Linked DNA regions of Mus musculus: all the other regions are linked to region 2. A link is a contact called in public promoter capture Hi-C data. All regions are on one chromosome and are shown on one strand. The core of a region is the stretch at or near the end of the contact, and the rest is flanking DNA. Distances in the headings are between cores, read along the strand shown. Region 1 overlaps Vps13c (vacuolar protein sorting 13C). Region 2 holds the start of Ice2 (interactor of little elongation complex ELL subunit 2). Region 3 holds the start of C2cd4a (C2 calcium-dependent domain containing 4A). Region 4 holds the start of Aqp9 (aquaporin 9). Region 5 overlaps Vps13c (vacuolar protein sorting 13C).

The links. Promoter capture Hi-C pulls out the DNA fragments that hold promoters and counts their contacts.
Region 1: a promoter capture Hi-C map of hippocampal neurons shows a contact between it and region 2, with 8 times the contacts expected there. The contact joins the enhancer-like site here to the promoter of Ice2 in region 2. A contact is called at or near these places in 7 of 39 promoter capture datasets (the 3T3-L1 cell line, the C10 cell line, hippocampal neurons and 2 more) and 2 of 115 datasets of contacts at active chromatin or transcription factors (large pre-B cells and stem cell-derived neural progenitor cells).
Region 3: a contact with region 2 is called in a promoter capture Hi-C map of erythroid cells, with 14 times the contacts expected there. The contact joins the promoter of C2cd4a here to the promoter of Ice2 in region 2. A contact is called at or near these places in 10 of 39 promoter capture datasets (the 3T3-L1 cell line, the HPC-7 cell line, embryonic stem cells and 5 more), 3 of 115 datasets of contacts at active chromatin or transcription factors (embryonic forebrain, embryonic midbrain and large pre-B cells) and 1 of 9 other capture datasets (macrophages).
Region 4: a contact with region 2 is called in a promoter capture Hi-C map of liver, with 3 times the contacts expected there. The contact joins the promoter of Aqp9 here to the promoter of Ice2 in region 2. A contact is called at or near these places in 5 of 39 promoter capture datasets (erythroid cells, hippocampal neurons, liver and 1 more).
Region 5: a promoter capture Hi-C map of liver shows a contact between it and region 2, with 2.1 times the contacts expected there. The contact joins the enhancer-like site here to the promoter of Ice2 in region 2. A contact is called at or near these places in 5 of 39 promoter capture datasets (the 3T3-L1 cell line, the C10 cell line, hippocampal neurons and 2 more).

The regions. Positions count from the first base shown.
Region 1 is chr9:67,893,152-67,898,125 of GRCm38.p6, forward strand. It overlaps Vps13c (vacuolar protein sorting 13C), which reads left to right. Exons shown (of 85, transcript NM_177184.4): 19 at 1-72; 20 at 807-999; 21 at 2,179-2,293; 22 at 2,937-3,073; 23 at 3,923-4,046. Among named protein-coding and RNA genes, the nearest start is that of Vps13c, 55 kb to the left of the region's middle. Within about 2 kb of position 1,935, at least 16 of the 459 cell types and tissues checked have an H3K27ac peak or open chromatin away from gene starts, as enhancers often do.
Region 2 is chr9:69,396,643-69,401,562 of GRCm38.p6, forward strand. Ice2 (interactor of little elongation complex ELL subunit 2) reads left to right here and starts at 1,356. Exons shown (of 16, transcript NM_145618.3): 1 at 1,356-1,411; 2 at 2,304-2,445; 3 at 3,835-3,939. The coding sequence starts at 2,405.
Region 3 is chr9:67,829,852-67,834,625 of GRCm38.p6, forward strand. It overlaps C2cd4a (C2 calcium-dependent domain containing 4A), which reads right to left and starts at 2,479. Exons shown (of 2, transcript NM_001163143.1): 1 at 2,399-2,479; 2 at 681-1,951. The coding sequence starts at 1,908. The coding sequence ends at 904.
Region 4 is chr9:71,160,599-71,165,310 of GRCm38.p6, forward strand. Aqp9 (aquaporin 9) reads right to left here and starts at 2,691. Exons shown (of 6, transcript NM_022026.3): 1 at 2,375-2,691. The coding sequence starts at 2,485.
Region 5 is chr9:67,862,896-67,867,454 of GRCm38.p6, forward strand. It overlaps Vps13c (vacuolar protein sorting 13C), which reads left to right. Exons shown (of 85, transcript NM_177184.4): 6 at 3,285-3,347. Among named protein-coding and RNA genes, the nearest start is that of Vps13c, 25 kb to the left of the region's middle. Within about 2 kb of position 1,321, at least 13 of the 459 cell types and tissues checked have an H3K27ac peak or open chromatin away from gene starts, as enhancers often do. A contact at or near this core is called in liver, where this site is marked.

The sequences.
Region 1 (4,974 bases), core at 685-3,184, 1.5 Mb before region 2:
AGAAATCTTGAGAGTCCAGATAATTGGCTTGGGTACCCAAGTCTCCCAGCGACCAGGAGCACAAGCATTGAAGTAAGTTTTAAGAACTTATTTTCATTTATGGCTTTAGGCCCTAAATATATCATCTTCTGCAACATGAAAGAATACCGAAGAGAAACAGCTTTTCTTTCATTTCTTTTATTTTGCATGTTTTATTGTGAATTGTGTAATTTACTCTTCTGTCCTCTCTCCTTTCTGCAAGTGTTTGTCAGGTAGTGTTTTATTTAGAGTGTCTGCCCTGTGGCAGTGGCTTAGGGTACAATACATTTCTGTGTTCAGGACATTTATATTGTATCTGATAAAAGGATATGCAGAAGAGCTAATTGAAGACTTTCACACATTAGACAGTTTACTGTAGAGCATGGCATGAATAGGACAGGTATACTGTGTAGCTCAGTTGTGGGGGAGGGAAACTGAAACAGTAGGAGGTGTAGACAGCTGAACAGGAAGGGTTCCAAGAGAAGCAGGAGGCAGCTAGAGGATGTGGGAGTGATGTAGAAACATGGTGATAGCATTATCTATGTCTAAACCCTGTGATGGGAACCTATGCCATGTCCTGGGGTTGACTAATGTAGGCGTTTCCTGTGGATGATAAATAGCTAAGGAGACACTGACTCTCAGCAACAAAAGCAGGTTTTGTAGGTAAATGGAGGCCAGCTTAAGAAGATGAACTGTAACTTTGGGCATAGGGCTGGTTGTCAGGGCAATTTTCAAAGAGATAGCCCTAATTTTATCTGTTACATGCTTGCTCTTTCCTCATTGGATAGGATAGAAGCAAAATTAGAACACTGGTACGTCACAGGTTTGCGACAACAAGACATTGTGCCATCACTGGTGGCTTCCATTGGTGACACTACATCGTCCTTGCTCAAAATTGAGTTTGAAACCAACCCTGAGAACAGTCCTGCTGACCAGACTCTGATTGTTCAGTCACAGCCCGTGGAGGTCATCTATGACGCTGTAAGTGCAGGCAGAAAGCGGCTTTTGAAGCTGTCTCTAGGGTTGAGGGATGAATTACTATGTAAGTGCACGGGGAAACTGAGTGTGCTATGAAATACAAGAGTGAGTCTGCATCCTCGGCCTTCAAGTAGGGGACTGCTATGGTCAGGTGCCTGTATCCCAGCACTGTGGGAGGCAGGCAGGATTGGTCGGACTTGTTTGCCTCCAGCCTAGCTCCATGTTCATGAGAAGCCCCGCTTGAAGAGAATAAAGTGGAGAGAGTGACAGAACAGGGCAGCATATTCTCCTCTGTCCTCTGCACATGAACCTGGGTGCACTCAGCCACATACACACATGATTATGTATTACACATGCATATGCCATATACAGACATGAAAAATGAATTTAAAAGTTTCCTTTTTTAGGGCTGAAAGGATGGCGCAGGGTAAAGGCTCTGCCATGTAACCCTGATGATCTGAGTTCAGTGGTTGGAGCCCAAGTAAAGGCAGTCGGAGAGAGCTGACTCCACAGAGCTATCCTCTGATCCCCATACATGTGCTATGATATGTGTGTTCACATGTGCACAAGCACTCACACACAGTGATAGAATGAAGTTGAAAACATTTTACATTGCAGGGCAATACCCATGACCAGACTTTCCATTGTACACATTTTAGTAATTTACACATTTTAGGAATGTGGTGCAGTTTGTTTAACACAGCCACATCTGTATTGTGACCCAAGTGTTCTTGGACACTTAAGTTCTTGCACAACTCCAGAACTTTCTTTGTCAAATAAAACCTTTCATATTTTTTATAATCAAGTCTTATAAGTAGGTAAGAGTGAATAGCTTTCCTCTATTTCTTTTCTAAATGTCAAAGTATGACATAATCCAAGTTTAGTGTTGAGGGATAGGCTTTCCTCTCTAACTGGAGGCTAAAACTGGAGGGCGTGCCAGTTGCTACTTCCACAAGCCCCACTTAGACCTCTTGCCAGTGCTGTGACATATCTCCTCTCCCATCAGCTCACTAGGCTGGTCCTTGCTCATGGTTGTCTCTCACTCTTGAAGGGAAGTAGTAACACAGAATAGCTTTGGATCCCATGCTTCAAAGCCATAGCTGTTTATAAATGAGGTGAATTCTTCAGATTTGTAACATAGATTTAATGTACAACCTGTCGTGTTTTAAATTTCTTTTACAGAAAACTATCAATGCTGTTGTTGAATTCTTTCAGTCAAATAAGGGGTTGGATCTTGAGCAAATTACATCAGCTACCTTGATGAAACTGGAAGAGATTAAAGAGAGGACAGCTACAGGTGAAATCTTTAGTGTGTCTATCAGCACCAGCTAAACTCCAAAGGTGGCCATCTTAATGGAAACAGTGTGTTTAAAGTAGTTTAGGCTTTCTTTTCTGTCTATATCATACATTGGACATGGCTAACTCAGAGTTGAATAGACTTGGTAGAGAGGAAGAGAGTAATGGAGCGTTGAGATGCTTTTCCTGCGTTACAGCCAAGAACCTGAGCTTTAGAGTGACCTTGAGGTGGAGCACCACCCCCACCTCCACTCTTCAGAGCCGTTCATGGTGCTGTGCATGCCTAGTTTTAAAGAACCCAGCAGACTGTTACGTCAGGTTGCTTAACAATCAGCTTGCAAATCGTTCTATGCCTAGACCTAATACTAGTTATATAGGATTTACTGTAATATATAATAATATATATTAATATGTATAAAATATGCATATGTAATATATACACATATACATATGTACATATGTATACACACACACACACACGCACACATACAGAGAGAGAGAGAGAGAGAGAGAGAGAGAGAGAATGCAGCTTTTGGCAGGACTGACACTACTTGATATCTTTCAAGTGAAATTCTTAGTCTTTTTGTTAGTAGTATCACCATGTACAGCTTGACCACATCATTGTTTCCCTGGCCTTCTTTTAGGACTTACGCATATCATTGAGACTCGGAAAGTTCTCGATTTAAGGATAAATCTGAAGCCTTCTTACCTGATAATTCCACAGACAGGTTTTCACCATGAAAAGTCAAATCTTCTCATTTTAGATTTTGGTACTTTTCAGGTAGGTATATGAGCACCTCTCTCTCTCTCTGTCTCTGTCTCCTATTTTTTTTTCAGTTCACTTGAACTAACTCTAGACTTATTGCATATGTATTATATGGCTACCCAGAATGGCAATAATTTGGCATTGAGATCTTGATGGATGTTTTTTCTGTTTTCTGGATGGAAACCATCTTAGTTTTCATGGTTTATAGAGTTTAATTTTACAGTGTCAATTTCTGGGCTATAGATTTTGACAAAAAGTCAGTCTGTCTGTCTATCTATCTTCTATCTATCTATCTATCTATCTATCTATCTATCTATCTATCTATCTATCTATCTATCTATCTGTCTATCTACCTACCTATCTTTTGATTGCTCTAAATAACCAAAGTGAGGTTTTGGATTTTCCTCTCAAGTCTCAGCATTTGGGAACAGGTAGGCGTTAAACTGAACGGAGCCTTTATTCCAGCTGGGAAAAGGAAGCAGAGGGTGGAGCCGCGTCCTGACGGCCTCTTCCGGGGCAGTGTCCAGAAGGCAAAGGGTTCAGGGTGGGCAGTAGGAGAGCTGAGCCACAGTTGGCAGTCCTCTCAGGAGTCAGGCTGAGGAAGGAGCTCTCCCTCTGGGCAGGCTATTTGAAGCAGACAGCTGTGTAATTGGCTCAGTGACTGCAGATGCATCTATTGCTCAAGCGGAACAGACCTGTGGTGGGGTAATGCACTCCTAGCGAGCTGCTTACAGATCATCAGGAAATTAGGCACTCTCCTCTCTTTAGTTAGAAGTTTTGAAATGTGACTAAGGCATGCTGATATGTATGTATGCTTTTCTGTTATAGAAAGAAATTCAGTTGTTTTCCTTCACTCCGTTTTAGCTCAACAGTAAAGACCAAGGCGCACAGAAGACTGCTAATGCATCCCTTGAAGAAATAATAGACAAGGCGTATGACAAGTTTGATGTGGAGATAAGGAGTGTGCAGTTGCTCTTTGCAAAAGCAGGTCAGCCACTGCTCAGCTCTCAGGGCAGGCAGATTAGCTCCAGTAGCTTTGTTCAAGTATGTGCGTGCATTGTTAGCCTTGATGCTCTGTTTGCTCTGTTTGCTCCTGGGCATCAGTCCTAGACACTGCCTGTGCACTTGTCCTGCTGATCACTTTAGAAAACCCGGTAGGAGTGGCCCAATGCAGAATGCCACAGTTGTAACAGAGGTCAACATGGGACTATTAACCCTAGGGTACTCAGCACCATTTGCACCTAAGCTCATGTGTGGCCTGTCTGTAGCATGACAGACAGGCCACACACGACACATGAGGTGTCTGAACACAGCAGAAGTTGCAGCTGGTTCTGGCTCTTCACTCTCAATGCTTTGGCATGTTTTCATGGTCTCTATGCTGCCTTTATTTGAAAATATTTTGTGTTCTAGCCCAGTCTTTAATTTTGTATTATTATAACTACTTTTATAGATGTCTGAGAGACTTATATTTGAAGAATACCATATCTAAAAACTCCACAAGAAGCTTCTTTGATTAAAAAATCTTAAATGAGAGATGTTCCCGAATCTAAAACATTTTAACTGCTGATATGATGCTATAAATGATTCATGCCACACACGATCTCAGATGATGGGCTGCCCTAGAAGCCCACGTGCCCTGCAGGTGCCAAGTTACACAGCTGGACTTGTGTGTACAGTTGGGTCCCATCCCCAGGATATCTTGCTATGTTCATACATATTCTTAGATCTTACTAAGATCTCCTCTCCGCTGTACCGTGTTTTCATTACAGGCATTCATCCTGTAGATAAGCTCTCAAGACTTAAATAGTTTATGTCTCAAAGCTTTGGTGTTTTCTGTTGCTTAAGCACAGCTTTTCAGTTTTCCATATTGCTTTTGTTACTAGAAGAAGTAGTGTTGATTAAATATCTCTGAGCAT
Region 2 (4,920 bases), core at 106-2,605:
AGATATTTCAAGCAAGTGAAAGAGGGAAGATTAAGATGAGTAAACTTGAAAGGGGAATATTTATTTATTTATTATTTATTTATTTTTATTTTTAAATATTTATTTATTTATTTTCGAGACAGGGTTTCTCTGTGTAGCTCTGGCTATCCTGGAACTCACTCTGTAGACCAGGCTGGCCTCGAACTCAGAAATCTGCCTGTCTCTGCTTCCCGAGTGCTGGGATTAAAGGCGTGCGCCACCACACCCAGCTTAAAAGGGGGTCATCATTTATGGTTCTAGCCACAACATCTTGTCTTAAAAGATTTATTTTTATTTAAATGTCTCCATGTGTGTACCACATGTGTTTGGGTACTCTCGGAGGGCAGCAGGTAGGAGGGCAGCGGGTAGGTACCAAATCCTCAGGAGCTGGATAACAAATGTTTGTGAGCCACCTCATGTGGGTGCTGAGGACTGAACTTGAGTCCTCTGGAAGAACAGCAGCAAACAGTCTTAACTACCAAGCCTTTTCTCCAGCCCCAGTAACACTTAAAGTGGCTCGTCACTCTCTTTTTTGATCCGTTTACACACGATGACTTAGAGTCCCAAAAATCAGAAGTTCTGGAAAAGCCGGTTTTAGTTTTGGTCCTTCTTGCACTCAACACCAAACAGAAAATATTTGTGCTTAATCCATCTCTTTTTAATGAATTGCTGCAAGAATAGCGTGAGAGACTCGAAGGCCCACTAGCAGACATTGGCCTATCTCTAAAATGAAAAAGAGAGTGGAGTGGAGATTTTGGGTGTAATGAGAGCCTAGTATGTGTTGAGTAGTGCGCTAAATATAGCTTCATTCTTTGTCTTATTTAGACCTTTCCAAAACCCTTATCTGTATGTAATAAAAATTGATGATAGGGGCTGAATATGTAACTTGGTAGGGTGCTTGCCTGTCATCCTGAAAGATTAGGTTCCCTTTCCAACACCGTATACATGGGGTGTGGTGGTAGTGCATGTCTGTAATCCCAACACTCAGGATGTGGGGGTCATAAGGATGAGAAGTTCAAGGTTAGCCTTGGCTGGAGTACATAGGATATTTAAAGTGAACCTGCCCTACTTGAGACACTATTTCTAAGACAGACAGACAGACAGACAATCAAGCACACACATAAAAACTACTGACGAGTCAGGATCAGAATGAGGGAAGCCTGAAGTTACAGCCTGGGTCTACCTGGTCCCTTAACACTGTGGCCAGTCCTCCCTTTGCATTCGCGCGCAGGCCCGTCCCGCGGCGCTCGCGTGACGTCATCACGCGCGGCCGTGCGGGCGCCCTCGGGGCTTTTAAATGAGGCCTTCGTAGGCGGGCAGCAGTGAGTTCAGCACAAAACGTGTGTGGAAGCGTCGGCTTTTCTCGGGGGCCAGAGCCGCTTGGGACCCTGAGGTGGGCGGAAAGGCGGCTGCGCGCCGACTCCGGCTCGTCGGGAACGCGAGGGGCGGGAGAGGGAACATGGCGACGCGGGTCTGAGGCAGCGCCTCACCGGACTTTGCTCACAGGCCTTCCTCGGCGGCTTCCCTCACGTGTCTTCCTCGGCGGCTTCCCTCACAGGCCCTAAGGCTTTCCTCATTCGACCCCTCTCCTTCCCCGATACTTTTGTCTCCCTTTGCTTCTCTGTAGTTCCCTCCCCTCCCCCTCAGCCCCACACTCAGGGGAAAGGAGAGGTAGGTGGTAGGCGGAGAGGGACGCCCCTGAGACCCCATAGGGACCCAGAGGCCAGTTCCTGCATTGGACTCCTAAGTATCTCAAGGCCGCACGGGATGACAGGGACAGACACCCAGCGTGAGTGAAGAAGTCAAGCTACAGCGTTAATTCCGATGACACCTTTAAAGGTGCCTGTGAATTGTTTTCTGGAGTTGCTCGCACCTGAGTGTCACAAGTGCAAAGTTCTCTTTGAAAAGGACACGGTCCCTGGGATCCAGAGAGCCTTTTCTGTGTGCATCGCATGTCATAGACCGCCTCCATAGCTGTATATAACTAGAGGAAATGGAAACACGATTTGTATTGGTGGTAAGGGAGTGAGGGGAAGGGAAGACAGCCCTGCCATAATGTAAACAATGCGAGAACACAGGGCACCCTTCTGGTTTGGGGTCTTACTAACTCAGCTAATGTTGAGGCTAACACTCCTTGCATAAGTTAAAGGGAACGGATCTTTGCTACAAAGAATCGTTCTGCCTGCCTGTGTGTTTTAGTCACTTGAGGTAGATGCTAATCAAGCAAAGGCTTTTTATGACCCAAGGTGATATAGGTTTGATCTTGACCTTTTGTTTGTCTTCAGTTAACTGTAGACTCTAGGAAGGATCCGACCCTCACTCTCTGGGAGCCTTCACTGCCCAGCTGAAATAATTGTGGGCTAGAGTGAAGGAGAATTCTAGGAAGATGAGCTCTAGCATAACCATGAGTGAACCAAGGCTGAACTGGTGAGTTGGTCCTCTTCCTGATCCACTGTGAAGGAACAAGCTGGGGATGGTGGGTATCATAGGAAAGGAGATTTCTGGCCTGGAGAGATTTTATAATTTTTAGCCACCAGGGTCTCAGAAATTACCCTGTTCATATACCAAGTTTGTTGAGTTATAGCTGACTGATTTTTAAAGATTTTTTTTATTATGTATATGAGTACACTGTAGCTGTCTGCAGACACACCAGAAGAGGGCATCAGATCCCATTACAGATGGTTGTGAGCCACCATGTGGTTGCTGGGATTCGAACTCAGGACATTTGCTGAGCCATCTCTCCAGCCCCCTAGCTGGAAAGATTTCAATTCCTAAAATGACAACCTAACACTCAAGTTCTTAGTTATAATTTTATATCATTATTACAGTTTTCTTGTGGAGAAGTGCTCGAATTGTTGTCAATATTTCAGTTTAATTCCTTCACTCAAGTAACATTGACCATAACGTATCAGTCTCAATTATAATGGGATATTTTGGGGTGGGGTGGGGGCTGGGTCTCTCTGGTCTCCAGGCTTACCTGGAGCTCACTATGGAGATCAGTCTGGCCTTGTACTCAGAGAGATCCACCTGCCTCAGCATCCTGAGTGCTGGATTAAAGGTGTGTTCCACCATGTCCAACCTGTACTGAATCATTTACAATTCTTCCTAGTACTAGAACTAGGTATTCTCATGATATCTAGGTATTCCCTAGATAGTTCTGTGCTGTGCAGATGCTCCCCCACACCTCTGGCACTGTGATACCAAAGTGATTTTGAAGTGTTACAGTTTCCATTCCCACAGATTAATCCTTAAATTAATCTCAGTACTTCAATTCTTTATTTCTTTCATTTAACCAACATTGGCTGTATTAGTCTCAAACTAATTTTGATATTATAGAACTTATCACTTTAGAGATGGGTTTAGGAAACACCTGTCATTCACCCCATTTATCAAGTCAGATCAAGTTAACAGTAAATAGGAGGGCCAGTGTTTTCACTTGGCACAATAGTACCCAAATCAAAAATAAGTTGTTACATTTTAACATTACCATTCATGCCAGAGGTGAGCCCTGGCCCTGACAGACCCTTGATTAAATGTCATTCTGTCCCACCTTTACTGTTCAAGCTTCTGAAGTTATTTGTATACTACAGGAAAACAAACTATGGACCTTGAGAATTTCACACTGCTCCAAGCTTAAAGCTATCTAAGAAGTAAAACATGTAAATACACAAGATCTGGTACATGAAATTATACTGGCTAGGAGGTGATTGGGAAAAGCTGGGGTAGAGGTTATAACTTACAGCTCTAACATTATGCTTCTTTGTCTAACATGAGATTTTGAATTGTCGAGTACAAATAAATTACTTTATTCCACAGGGATGTTACACCCAAAAATGGCCTTAAAGCATTTTTCTCTCCAGAAAATTATAAAGACCATTCCATGGCTCCAAGTTTAAAAGAACTCTATATTTTGTCTAACAGGTAATATTCACTTGGTTATTTAATTTTTCATTTCATTGCTGTTTTTCTGATAACTGAAATTTTATGACTATCATAGTAAACATTTGAATTATAAAAATGTAAAAAATAGAAGAAAGCTGCTGATAACACTTTGATATTTACCTTTCTCCATACACAGCTGTATATTTATATACACAGAATGAGATCATAGTTGTAATTTCATCAGAACACCATAAAACATAATTCTGTCATTAAAAATCAGTGTTTGTGTTTTTCATGTATACGTATAATATTTTACCCTTAATCTTAATTAATAATTGCTTATTCTTTATATATGTACTTTAAATCCCTGTAGCAAGTCCTGTGTGGGAATTTTTTTTAAAATTCTGCAGTTATTTCTGTAAGGTAAAGTCATACAAATTATTGTGTATATTTTATATTTTAATAGATGGTACCAAATTGTCAGAAGAATTTTTCCTTCTCTGGTATAAAAGTGACTACTCAGCAGTCTTCCTGCTCTCATGCCTGTAGCATCTCCTTCTCCCTTTTTGATTGGCTGTGTCTGTTCTGTTGTGGGTTACTCTGGAGACCAGGGATAGGGAGTTAGAGACCTCCTGCAAGGGAGCTGAGATCTTCTGTGATCCTATGAGCTTTTACAGTGGAAGAACTCTTTCTCTCCCCACCTTTTCCATCTTCTCAGTGTTCTTTCAGTCTGTTATTCTACTTACACTTCTGTCTTCATTTTCTCTTGCTTTTGATCAACATTTGGATATACTTAAGTTTCTGTTTTGAATACTCCCCTCCACATTCTTTTCTGTTATCTCTTCTTTCCTTTGAACTTCATAGGTGTATATGTGCTGACAAGAAGTGAGGAATGATAAACATGTAAAGTGTATAGCAAACATTAACACAAATGTGTGGTCCTTCCACAGCAGTAAAGTATAGGTAGGTAAGACTTATCAATTTAAGGCAAATCAGTAGATTATTAAAAAACACAGGAAC
Region 3 (4,774 bases), core at 1,229-3,728, 1.6 Mb before region 2:
ATTGTGATTACAGGTGTGTGTTGATAGGAACTAAGGGTCATACAGTCCTGGGGATGGAACCTAGGACTTTGTATGTGTGAGGCAAGCACTCTACTAACTGAGCTATGCCCCAATTCCCAGACAAGCATTTTAATACTGACGTCCAACATTCAACCCCCGACTTTTCTTTATTTTGTGCCTCAGTATTCTCATCTGCAAGATGGGAATAGTCGTGCCTATTATTAGGGTTGGGGTGAGGTCACCCCGGAGTAAAGCTTGCAGGGATTTTTCCTCTCCTTCCCTCATGAAGGTCCCACAATCTTCACTAGATTCCAATTATGGCCATGAGGCCTGGTGGCAAGCACCTTTACCCATTCATCAATGTTACTAGACACTGGCCTTTCTTATGTAACATCTTAATGCATCGTAAGTAACTGACACTATCAGTCTCAAAGGACGCCATGGAATAAATGAACTTTAAAAACGAGGCTGGTCTGACATCGACAGTAACTATTTTCCAGTTGGAATGTGTGAACAGATTAAATACAATTGCTGCCTACAGTGGGGAACACTGCTCAACACTACCCCATTGCACAACAGAAATTTCAAGGTGTCTGCCCACACAAAAAGAAGCGACGTATATTACTATAATAATTTAGGATTAGCTCTGCCAGAATTGGACTGAAACAAAGCCCTGGCTAGAAAAATGAACACATGTTTATTTTGTACAAATGGCTGTCAGTCATTGTCCAAGAGCCAAGAGGCTGAGAGTGTGCCAGGACCAAAACCTAAGAGTGTCTCAGGGCCAAGAAGCTGCAAGTGTTCCAGGACCAAGAGGAGGCTACAAGTGTCTCTGGGCCAAGAGTCTCTGTGCATCTCATGGCCAAGCGACCTTAGGTGTCCAGGGCTCCAGGGAAGCCGCGCTCATAGCAGTAGCAGAGAGCCCAGCAGCAGCTCGCCCTGGCCCAGCCGCCGTCCCTTGCTCTCCGCCTTGATGCGCACGGCCAGGCGGCGCAGCTGCTCCTCCGGGAGCCGGTCAAAGCAGCAGTCCTGGTCCAGGGCGGCCTTGCGGCTGCGGCGGACCACACTGGCACGCTGCTGGCCCGACGGCCTCAGCACCAGGCTGAGGCGGCAGCCCAGGGCGCGGGGTTCCAGCGCGGCGGCCGGGCCCTCAGCGCGCAGCAGGCGGAGGCGGAGGCAGGCGCTGCGCGGACAGTATTCGGCCGCCAGGCGCAGCGTGCAACCCCCGCGGCCCAGAGCCACGCTGGCTTCAGCTTGCAGGCGCTCGGGATCCGGGCTGCTGGGGACCGGGGGCGCGCAGGAGGCGGCGCGCTCGTGCTCGTCGCCGCGGCACGGGGGGCGCGCGCTGGCCAGACGTCGAGGGGCTCGAAGTGCGCGGCTCAGCAGCTTGCCCGGGGAGCGTAGGAGGCGGCGTCTGCTGGGAGCAGGAGTGGGCGTCGGGACCCGGGCAGCGTCTGGGTCGCCCGGGGCAGGGCGCGGAGCGTCCGGGACTCGGCGGGGGCTCGCGTAGGTGTGCGTGCGGTGGCGAAGCCCAGGCCGGCGGACCGGGACACCTGGGTGGCCGAGGAAGAGCGACTCCTTTCGGCGCGTGTGCGGGCTCTCGAGCAGCGCGCAGAAGCCGTAAGCGGTGCGCGCGCGGGGTAGGTGCGGCAGCGAGAGCGCAGCCTGGGAGCGCGGGTCCCAGTCTGTGCGGCCCGCGCCGTCGTCGGCCTCCGTGTCTGCAGCCCAGGCTTCGCGCAGCGCAGCCCAGGCCGTGCTAGGTTCCAGCCTCGGCGGGATGAAGAACTCTGGGATGCGGTCTGGAGTGAGCACGTTTGCGCACGCAGCGGATGAGCGAGCTTTGGAGCGGTGGACGCGCCCCGGGAGAAACCCATCTCGGTCCCGCAAGAGCCGCTCCAGACACCACATCTGGCCGCTAGTGTCTGAACCCTGTGATCCTGTTCCAGGCTGCCTGCAACACATAAACACATACCAGTCAGAGACAGTCTGGAGGAAAGCAGGAATTTCTGTCTCTTTTCTTTGACATCGTCCTGTCCTGAGCCTTACAAGACAAAATGCATCCCTCACCACAATTACAAACTGTTTTTACAGATTGAAAAACAATCGTATATCGCCCACCCTGTCTCTAGTCAGATGCCAGGTAGATTTGCAGTTTGCTTCAGTCTTTTCCGTCCTACCTCTTTACCTTTGTCTTCTAACTTGCGCCTCTGTCCCTAGTTCCAAGAGGCGCTTTGCTTTGATCATTTGTGCACTCATTTCCTGAAACCTTAAGTGTCTAGTACACTCTAGTTCTGCGCGAGAACACACACACACACCCCAGAAATGGTTTCTCCTTCTAGAGAGCTTCGGGCCACCTGGGTCTAACACCCAGGAGGGAACTGGATTCCCATTCATATACCTGGTATTCAGAGTCAGATGGTTTTCCAACCCGGAGAAACGCGGAGAAATTCAAAAGAGCGCGGCAGAGTTGATTCCTGATGTTCCAGGATAGCTGGTCCGGGCTTTTATACGAGCTGTCACGCTGCTGCTTGGTAACCTGACGCCTGGCCCTCCCAGGTCCCTCTGCCACGTGGATGGATTTGCTGAGCTGATCCTGCAGCTAGTTCTGCTGTGGTTGGAGCTGTTCTCTAAAACCCTGAACGAGTTTGTTTCCTCACATGGAAAACAAGATTTAGTGTGGACCATGTCGCAGTCCTTGTGAGGACGGATGGGCAAAATGAACGTGAGTGCACAGAAGCACTCTGCACGCACCATTGGAAAGAAGCCAGAAATCGGGTTTGTCTTACCCAAATGGCCGTTCCCATCTCCCACCTTCTTGCTGCCAGCATTGCCTTTTTTTTTTTTTTTTTTTTTTAACTTTCTGCTTTCTGTTCTGATTTTAGAGGTCATTTCTCTGTTGATTTTAAATCACTCTTGGGTGGTGGTGGGGGTTATGGGGTTCCGGAAACGTTACATATTTGTCTTGGGTGGGGTTACAGGGGTGTATTCCTATGTAAAGAAATCATCCAGTGTACACTTAAGATATATATTTTAAAATAAAAAAAACCACAGCCTTCTTAAGCAGGATGCTAATTTTTAACTAGGGATTCAATTATACTCCACACATCCAGCCACTGGTATCGTCCCTTTGGAAACACACACTAGCCATATCTGACCTTTGCACACTGTGTCTATCTGAGACCTCCATCCTTTCTCTTGAAAACTGGTGTTTATCCTTTAAGAGAGTTGCTTGCAGCTCGAGTGGAAAGAGATTCCGAAACATCTGGATCAGAGTATGGACATAGGGTATTTCTGAGTAGCTGCCTTGCAAATTAATGGCCTCTTCAAGCAGTGTTGAATGAGTTAGTCAACTTTAGGCAAGTGGGGGGGGGAGGTTCTGTTTGGGGCATGTCCTGTGTGTGTTTTGCATACAGAACATACAGGTAATGTGCTATAAAGTTGTCACAGAAACCTTAGGAAATTTGGATTATCCATGTTTTATAAACAAACACCTCCCCCCAGCACTTCAGATGTTAAATAACTTACCCATTGTCACTAAGGAAGGAAATGAAAGGAATGCCCATTAATGAGTAGTAAATGCATTATTAGGGGAGTAATATATATTGTTACGCAACGTGAATGGAACATAGCAAATGTTAAAGACACAAGCAGTGAGTTCTGCTGTTCTAGTGTTCTGTGGCATCAGTTTGGTTACTTTCAATGAGAGTGGGAACAGTGGCAGAAATTAAGAACACTGGCTTTGAATTCACGGCAGACAGGTATCTTACTATGAGCAGCTTATTATGAGCAGGTTACTGAGTGTTTCTGAGCCTTGGTATCCAACGTAAAGACCACAATAATACACAGTGTGGGTTTGCCCTTGGATAACATATGCAATGCAAATGAACACTTTAGCATAGGACCAGATGTGCATAATGTTAGCTGTTCTGTCCGCTGTCAGTACTTTAAACACTCCTTAGATCATTCATGTGTTTAAAGCAGAATTTATATACTGCTTCCTGGGTTCTGTCATGATAGATCCATGAATCCAGGCTGTCCCAGACCCAGTCAGCTTATGTTCAACTCTTAGAAGAAAAAGGAAATGGTAAAGTTGAAATATTTGAATTTCATCTAGCCAGGGAGGTAGTAAAGAAGAAAAAATGTAAAACTATTTTATTTTTAATATGTGTATGCACATGAGGGCACATGTGCGCGCGCGCGCACACACACACACACACACACTCATGCACGTGCCTGCACCCAGAGGCCAGAAGAGGGCGACGAATTCCCAGGAGCTGAAGTCCCGGTTGTGAGCTGTCTCCCAGGGGTGCTGGGAACCTAACTTTGGCCCTTCACAAGAGCATCAAGTGCCTTTAGCCACGGAACCATCTCTCCAACTTCAAGGGACTTTGGACTCTTTTAACATTTAGTCTGATAGGATAGGCGAGGGTCCCTGGGTCTGTGACTAGCTTCTCCTTCATCTTATAACGTCTCTATTCCTGGCTCAAATTCTTGGACCAAGGTTCAGTCTGTAAGAGAGTAATTGTTAAGCTTTACCTAAAGGCCATGTACAGATGTTCAAACTCAAGGTTTTTCTCCTGAGGAAAAGTGCTGCCGATTGCATGTGATCCTGGATGTTGGTTACATCGACAAGGACCACGAGAACTCAGTCTGAGAAGTTGTGACTCAAGGTTACTCTCCTGCTGAGTGCAGCTTGTAGATAGAAGTGATCATATCTATCACATAGATTGCTGTCAGAGTAAAGACATTCTTGTGGATTCTCTGGGCAGACAGC
Region 4 (4,712 bases), core at 1,441-3,940, 1.8 Mb after region 2:
TGATAGGAGCAAGAGGGAGATGGCTCAGGACTTCATGATCTCAAGGGTGAATGGCTAGAAGCAGTTTTCATCGTCTTAATGTGCAATGGGATTATGAAACTGATTCTTGAGTCTTTTTTTTTTTTTTTTTTTTTTTTGGTTTTTCTGAGACAGGGTTTCTCTGTACAGCCCTGGCTGTCCTGGAACTCACTTTGTAGACCAGGCTGGCCTTGAACTCAGAAATCTGCCTGCCTCTGCCTCCCAAGCGCTAGGATTAAAGGCGTGCGCCACTACGCCCGGCATGAAACTGATTAAGAAAGAGGGAAGGGCTTTAAAACTTTTTCGGTTGTAGAAAAGGAAGTTGAGCAGCCCTCCCCTTTGTTTTCTGCACTGAGAGGTGATTCAGGCTCTGCTTCAATTCTCTGCTTAAGTCATTTCAGGCTCAAATCAGACTGTGCTGGCAACTCCTTCTGAAGGTCAGATTTTCAAACATCAACAGTGAGCCAGGCTGGGTGTGGAGATGCACGCTTTTAATCCTAGCATCCTGGAAGCGGAAGCATGTGGATCTCTTTGAGTTTGAAGCCAGCCTGGTCTGTAAAGTGAATTCTAGGCCAACGGGAGCTAAGTAATGAGACCCTAATTTAACAACGAGAACACTCCCAAGCATCTCCACATCTGGCTGGGGCAATCTTCCAGGAAGCTCTCACTGGAAAGATAACTTGGGGGCTTCCCCCTCCCTTTTCTTCTAACCACCCAGACCTAAGTCCTGACCCTGACCATGGTGAGAAAAATAAGGAGCTTCCGGACAGCGAAAAGAAAGAAGGAAAAGAACCCTCCAGTCCTGACTCAGCCTACACATCCTGCCCCTTTCCTTCTCAATGATCCAAAGCCAAGGATAACATGCACACTTAAAGACAGTCCTCTAGAATCTTGAGAAGCTGGGCTGGAGAGATGGCTCAGCGGTTAAGAACACTGACTGCTCTGCTAGAGGTCCTGAGTTCAATTCCCAGTTACTACATGGTAGCTCACAACCATCTGTAATGGGATCAAGGCATTCTTCTGGTGTGTCTGAAGACAGCAGCAGTGTACTCATATAAATAAAAGAGAGAAATATTTGAGAACGAGAAGCTGAAATTATACCTGAAGTAAGAGTCTCCCTGTCTCTCTGTCTCTCTCTCTGGCAGGTGTGTTTTCTAAAAAATTAAATAAGCCGGGTGTGGTGGCACACACCTTTAATCCCAGCACTCGGGAGGCAGAGGCAGGCGGATTTCTGAGTTCCAGGCCAGCCTGGTCTACAAAGTGAGTTCCAGGACAGCCAGGGCTATAAAGAGAAACCCTGTCTCGAAAAACCAAAATAAATAAATAAATAAATAAATAAATAAATAAATAAATAAATAGATAAATAGAAATAAATAGCTGTCCCATTTTAAAAAAAGCCTGAGGCCAGGGCTCACACCAGTTCAGAAAGTAGCAATAGTTTCTGGTCTCTGTTTTATTCTTTGTTTTGTTTGTTTTCATAGCTGAGCCAATCTCTTTTTGAGATTCTTAGGCCTGTCCATGTTTAACTCTATGAAGTTCAATTTAAAGACCTTGAGAGATTTGCTCAAGTCAAGTTCAATCAAAAGGGAGAAATTATATGAAACCAACACAAGGCTACACACACACACACACACACACACACACACACCATACTAACCCCAAGTTCTGATTTACTAAGTAGGTCCGGTGAGATGACTCACGAGATAAAAGTCCCTGTTGCCGGGCCTGATGACCTGAGCTCCATCCCTAGAGTCCACATGGTGGAAGGATGGTGGAAGGAGAGCTGACTCCAGCAGGCCATTTTCAGATGCACTTGTGTGCATTGGTGCACACACATAAATAAATAAATAAACAAACAAACAAACAAATAAATAAAACTGCCAGGCCATTTTCAGATGCACTTGTGTGCATTCGTGCACACACACAAATAAATAAATAAATAAATAAACAAACAAACAAACAAACAAAACTGCCAGGCACCTCTCTTGGCAGCCTGTTCCACGCTATCTATTGACCATTAATGTTTGTTTCAGATGACTCAGTCACCAAATGGGAAGCAATGTCTAGCAACTCTTTCATCATAAAAGCCACTTTGAGACATTTTAAAATGAAGAAGTACTCCCCTTCCCCCTTCTCCACTCCTATCAACTGTCTTGGCTACACGTTAAGAGCGAACGAAGCTCTTAATGGTCACCAAATAGTCAAGTAACCTAGAAAGTGACTTGCTGCCTCCTAGAAGGGACTGGAACTGATAATCAGGGAAAACAAAAAAACAAACGCCCTGCTCCAGACGCCTGGCAGCCAGGAAGGCGGGGTTAGGTCTGAACTGGGAAAATGGAAATCGAGCAATACTCACAATCATTATAAAGGTGCCCAGGAACTCAGAGAGTGTCTCCTTAGCCAGACAGCTCTTCAGGGCCAGCCTCTGCACGAGGTTCTTCTTGGCTCGGTCCTTCTCAGAAGGCATCTTGGGGTTTCTGCCAGAGGTAAGCTTTCCACCAAGGTCTGCTCGCTCAGTTTCCTGCCTTCACTACCACATGAAAACCAAACCAAACAAAAAAGAATTTTAAAAAAACCAAGCTCACTTAGCTCTGCACGGATCTCTGGAGGCGACTAAAGAGATACCTGACTGTGTCAGAGAGCCTGTCCTAATTAGGAACTGTGACTTAATCCTTGTCTGCCTCTGCTGTCAGCCCCTCCCTCCCTCCCAGCTCATTGCTATTTGTTTGCATTAATGAGTTATAATTCCAAATCCTCAAAATGACTCTTTTTGTACTTGACAGATTAATCATTACCTTTATTCTCTGTTCTCTGGCTACTTTTTCTCTGTTGGCTTTCTTTCTTTTTTTTTTTTTTTTCCAGGAGATGAGAAAAGAGATGCTACGTTGGTTGGGTTGCCAAACCAGAGATGGGCCTTGGTCCAGAAGAGATTTACCTGTTACACAACTTCAGCCTTCTGATGATTTGTTTTCTCCTATTCGGAAGTGGGCAGTTTGGGTGTAATTTAGAATAGTTCAATCAGGTATAGACACCTTCACTGTGAACATTCTCTCCTGAAGGTTTTCTTCCAAACTGGAGAGTGTAAGGGAAAGAGACTAGGCTGGCTCTAGTAGTGCCTCGGGGAGTTCATGGGACTGCTGGAGTCTTTCTGAAGGGCTCCAGAAATAACTAAATTAACTTATGGAAGGGCAGTTTAAAGGCTCCGAAATGTAAGTTTATGGGGCATTGGGTTAGTGCTGCCTTTAATCCCAGCGCTGGGGGTAGGGTGGGGGGTGAGGTGTGTGTGTGTGTGTGTGTGTGTGTGTGTGTGTGCAGAGACAGGTTGATCTCTGTGAGTTCAAGGGCCCAGCCTGGTCTACATGAGTTCCAGGACAGTTGGGGCTATATAGAGAAACCCTGTCTTGAGAGGAAAAAAGGGGGGGGAGGAGGGAGGGAGGGAAAGAGGGGGGAGGGGAGGGGAGGGTGTTAAGGTGTTTATGGGACAAGATGGGAACTCCCTCTTGTTCACTGAAGTGGTCTCCCTATCTGGTAAACAGAGTTTAGGATTCAAGAATCAGAAAGATAGAGAAAGCAGAGGACTGGAATTCTAGCCCTCTGACCAGTCAATCCCATCCCAGTTAAAGAAGAGAGGAGTAACTATGCCCCACTAAGGTATCTAGTTTAAATCTGATGAATTAACATCCTCACAGGCAACAGACTACATCTTATAATAGCTTCTTGACCTGATCAATAAGCAAGCCCTGATTTCCAAAGCTGGTTTGTCTGAAAAGACGGAATTGGAGGCAGTAGTCTCTAAACACCCCCAGGCAGTCCACTGACTTGAACCCATGCTATGCTCCCTCCCTCCCTCCCTCCCTCCCACCCTCCTTCCCTCCCTCAGAGCAGCCTGCCCAGTTCCCAGTCTTCTTTGGGGCCCTCCTCTACCTTTGCAGGAGGCCCTCAATCATTTCCAGCTGAGGAGGCAGGCTGGAAGGGGTGAGGGGAGGCTGTGAGCAGAGCAGCTGGGAAGAGCCCAGAGGCAGGATCAAACACCTAAGCTGCAGGTAAAGTTTACAGTTCAGACCGAAGAGGTCAATACTATAAATTTAAAAAATAAATAAATAAAAAACAATCTAGCATTTCGACTTTAATTCCTGATTAAATGGTCATGATGAGGATGTAGCTGAAACACCCAGAAGTTTGCTTTAACTCCTGGTTAGGTGATCATGGATAGCTTTGTCTTGGAGAGTTTCCTATGACCACATTATGCCCAAGTCCTGGTGGCTCGACCAGAGGAACAGGACTTTATTGCTCTGACTTCAGCTAATAAGACACAAAGCGTGTTCTTCAGAGTCCACGCTCACTCACCTGACAAATATTTATGGCATACTTGCTGTGTGCCAAGCACTGCCTGTAGCAAAAGCACGGGGCAGTCTTGCTTGTCACAGGGCTGGCTATGACGGAGACCAACATTAGACACAATCACACAGGGACACGAACAGACAACTCCAGCCGAGGACACATGCTCTGCCGGCGGGGGCTGTATTTCCATGTGCAAATACGGCAAGCGGAGTCCACCTTGTTGGAGAGATCTCTGCAGTGTCTTCTGGGAAGTTATGTCTAAGCTGAGATCAGGAGGCACAGGGCCTATTCACATGAAATGGGGAAGGAAGTGGGTGTGAAAGACTTTGAGGGATGGGGGGGCAAAATGACAC
Region 5 (4,559 bases), core at 71-2,570, 1.5 Mb before region 2:
TCCTGTGTTAGGCCTGTTAGGCCTGTGCAGTAGGAAATGCAAACATGGCAGCTTCTTGGGTGATGAGTTTTCAGATTTGTCAGAATGTATTTAAAAATCAGAAGGTGAAATTCAGCTTCAGGTACTGGGTTCTGAATGTAACATAGATTAATTTAGGAACTGAGGAATATGATGAGAGATTATTTTCCTATAACTGAAGAAAACTGGTTTATCATTTTGACCATGTTTATAAATATTCTTTCCTAGTTTCTGTTGGATATGCATCATCTTCTTGTGAGCTTTTTATCTGAGTGATAAACATCCTTTAAATCAGTGGTTCTCAACCTTCCTAACACTGTGACCTTATGACATGGTGACCTCTTACAATAGAGTTATTTCATTGTTGCTTCACAGTTGTAATTTTGCTGTGGTTATGAACTGTGATATAAATATCTGATATATTGAATATTTGTTATTTGATACCTGAGGGGATTGTGACCATTGGTTAACTGCTTCTCATCTTACCATATTCATTAATAGTTACTACATTATTATCGCACTTTCTTTAGACTTGCTTTCCCAGTCTTTCTTGATTTTAAAGTCTGGGGTACCATTGCCTGTGTAGGGACTCAGGGAGATAACGAGAGGGGATGCTCTGGCCTGCATGGGCAGATAAATACAAGCGAAGATAAAACCCTCATGTCGATTTACTCTAAAATACATAGCTTCCTTAAAATGCTGTTACTGGCTGGGCAGTGGTGGTGCACTCCTTTAATCCCAGCACTTGGGAGGCAGAGGCAGGCGGATTTCTGAGTTTGAGGCCATCCTGGTGTACAAAGTAGAAAGTATAAAGGGTGATAGATGAGTTCCGGGACAGCCAGGGCTATACAGAAAAACCCTGTCTCGAAAAACCAAAAAAAAAAAAATGCTGTTACTGTTGTTTGGAACAAAAATCTGAAGTTTTTTATTTCAATTTTATAGAATTTGCTTAGCTATAAAGATAAGCTTTTTTTTTTCCCTTTTATTTCTCTGGAGTGGCTTTCTGTACTTGGGAAGCCATCATATACAGCTTCTCCTATGTTAGCTTCCACATTTAAAATGTTAATTTTGCAAGGTAATATATACATACACTTAACAATCAAATGGCCCCCATAACACTTAGGGTGATAGGTGGCAGTCCCCTGTGCACACTCTGCTGTCCTTCATACCCTGTTCTTTTAAGCCAGGTTATGATTTAGGAGTCTCAGTGCTGTTCTTTTCTGGTTCATTAACGTCTGCCATTGTTGTTTCTTTTCACCCCAACCCCCTGCCTTGTGTTGACACGAGTCCAAAGGCCACAGAGACATGCCCTTGCATTTTTGCGAAGTCTGAATGGGTCATAATTTTAGGCCAGTTACCTCCTATGACAAGGTAATTGTTCAGTAGAAAGGTCTACTGACAGACTACGATTATACTTCCTTCTAGAGGTCTTGTTTTTCTTGACTTGTAAACATTCCCTTTCATTCTTTGTTTAATCTGCTGTGAAATGCACTAAGTTTGACACATATGACTTGGTGGTTTTCCAGGTGTTTTCCAACTGCTTTAATTCCTGTTTTGGTTCTCTCTACATATGCCTTATTATTTTTTTCTTGGAGTTTTCTTTCTGAATTCTTTTTTTCCCCTCTAGTTTATTTCAGTGCTGCATAAATGAGCCTCGTTTCCTCACCAGGCAGGAGCTCTACTACTGAGCTTCACTTTCGGTGCCTGTGTAGTTTAAAATTCACTTAGGGTTTGGGTCTGCACACGTAGTCTTGCTGAGCCTGTCCTGTTACTTCTCTGCTGAGTTAGCGCCTCCATGGCTCCATGGCTGCCTTGCCTGTTCTTTTGTTTCCTCCTGTGTTTGCTGGGCACATCTACTAGCTCTCAGTGTGACTGAAATTTCGCTCAAGGCTGAATGCTAGATTTCTTTTTTCCCCTGGGCTTAGAATATCACATTCAAGATCCTGGAAGTGGTAGTTCATACTAACAGGAGGATGGGGCAGGAGAGGTTGACTATAGAACTGTTTCAAAACAGACACACACTACACACAGACACACAGTCCCCCCACCCCCCCCCAAGAAACCCCCAGCCTTCCAGACCTACCGGACCAAACAACAATTAAAAACTCAAAACACAGTATTAAGGAGGTTGAGAATTCAGCTGTTGCATGCTGTGTCTGCTAGCTTCTGGGTGATTTTGAGGCACTATGCTCTTATATGTTGCTGAAAATGGAACTCTGATATCAGGCAATTTGAATTGGGCAAGAAGGTGTTTGTTCAATGATGAACAGGAGAAAGTGCTAAGTCTCATCAACAATGCACAGGTAGAGTGCTAGGAGACTTCAGAATGGGATGACACTGTTAAGTTGTGCAGATCAGTGTGTTCTGTGAACATGGAAGAGAGAAGGAAAGAGTTCTCCAGGTCGGGGAGGCAGGGTAGACAGGGTAGAAAAACCCAGAGCACATGTGGGGAACAGCTGGAAGTTAAGGGGAGAGAGAGAGAGACAGACAGACAGACAGACACAGAGACACACAGAGAGAGTGAAAGATGGAGAGACAGAGAGACAGAGAGATAGAGAGACAGAGAGACAGAGAGAGAGATTGGTTGCATGTACGGTTGGGAAACTAGGTGAGATTACTTTAAAGAGATTTGAATGACCGGGCGATGAGGTCAAGGACCACGTTTGCCAGTGCAAAGGTGAACTTTAGCCTCCAGCGGCTGAGGAGGGGGAGTTCATAACCTTTCTTTGAAGTCTGAAGTTGCAGTCTGGGCTGGGCTTCCTTAGGGAGAGAAGTGGGAGAGGGAGTTGTCTAGCCATATTGACTCGAGTGAGTAAAGTCTGCGGGCAGCTTGTCTGCAAGGAACAAGTTACACAGTGAACTAAGAGGAGACTTTCTCATCTGACTTTAAAGTTAGTGGCACGCATCATGGGAACATAATGAAAGTGGGCCACAGGACAGGCAGGAGGAGAACCCAGATGGCAGATTTGTGTTGTGTTTGAAAATTCGAGATGACACTGAGACCCAAGCCGTCAATGCTCTTTACCTGCCTTGCCCAATTTGATTGTTACAACTTTCACAATGGGAGTTTTGTTTGAATATAAAAGGAAGGTTTATATGTTGAAAGAATGTTTCCTTGGGGAAGATGGTTTTATGCCCCTGCCTCTTCACATGTCCTGCAATGTGGTTTCTGAGTTTTTGAAGCTAAGTTTGGGTGCATTTCCCATGCAAAACTAAAGGTGTCTTACCATGCTTTGCGTTTTGGTTCCTGCTGCCGTGGGATGCAGGTGCACACTCAGGGGAGTTCATGTATGGCTTGGAAAACTTGCTTTACAAGGACGTCAAGCCTGGTGGGTATGCATGGTTAATTTTACTTAACTTCATGAAACTGATATTCTTATTTATGTCTGAGCTTTGAGTGGAGTCCACTGCATAGTGTGCGTCCTTTGGGAAATATGGAAATGTAATTCACATTCATACCCTTGCCATCTCTTCCTTTTTCCACCCTCCGCAGCCATTCATTCATTCACTGAGTCTTTGAGTGTCTCCTGGAAAACTCTGTGCTGGGAGCTTGCTGTTTGTGAGTGAGCCAGCACAGTTCACTGCCCCTGTAGAATTCTCAGCTCTGCCAGTGACTGGGAAATGCGCACTGCCCTCCCTTTGGCCTTAGTTTTTAGTACAGTAATAGTGTTTCCCAACTGAGGGCTTTCTCTTGCTTACAGCAGAGAGTTTCAAATCTGCAAGAAGCAGTAAGATGGAATATATATATATATATATAATATTATACATAATATATATTATATATGTATATATGTATACATATATGTATACATATATACACACATACATATATATGTGTGTGTGTGTGTGTATATTTAATACTTCATCCATAGCCTCAAGGAGGAACTCCTGCGTTCCCTCTCCTGTCCTCCTGACTGTACAATCTTCTCTAGTCTGTTGTCCTGTATAGCTGAAACCCGAAGCTTCACAAAAGCAAACTGAAGGCTGTTTGCTGTAGGATTTAGAATGGAAATCTTAAGTACACTAGGATGTGTACCAGATATTTAGCAACAGTTTCAGTATTTTAAATGAAATATTATATCTTTATAACTCTTCAGGAGTTTATGTTAATTTCAGCACAATTTAGATTTGCTTTGACTAAATGGTAAATGGGTCTGCAGCTCAAATTTCAAATACTGAACGCTATGGTAGAATTCCTATGCAGATAATTAACTTCTTTAATATATATGTTTGATAGTGAGAGAATTTGCATGGCAGTTTCACAGCATAAGAACAATTTCTCATTTTAAAAATCTAGGTATGGAAGTTACCATGGCGGAGATTTGTAATCAGATTTGCTAATTTGTTAATTTACAAATAAACCCCAGTAGTAACCATGATTGACTGTAATTTGCTACTTTACAAATCTATCATGGTAGTAATCATGACTGACTGCTAAATTTGTTTCTATACAGATCTACCACTGTAGTAGCCATGGCTGACTGCTAATTTGTTATTTTGTTCAATAGGAGGATAGCACGGAGAATTTTAGGGCCCATTGT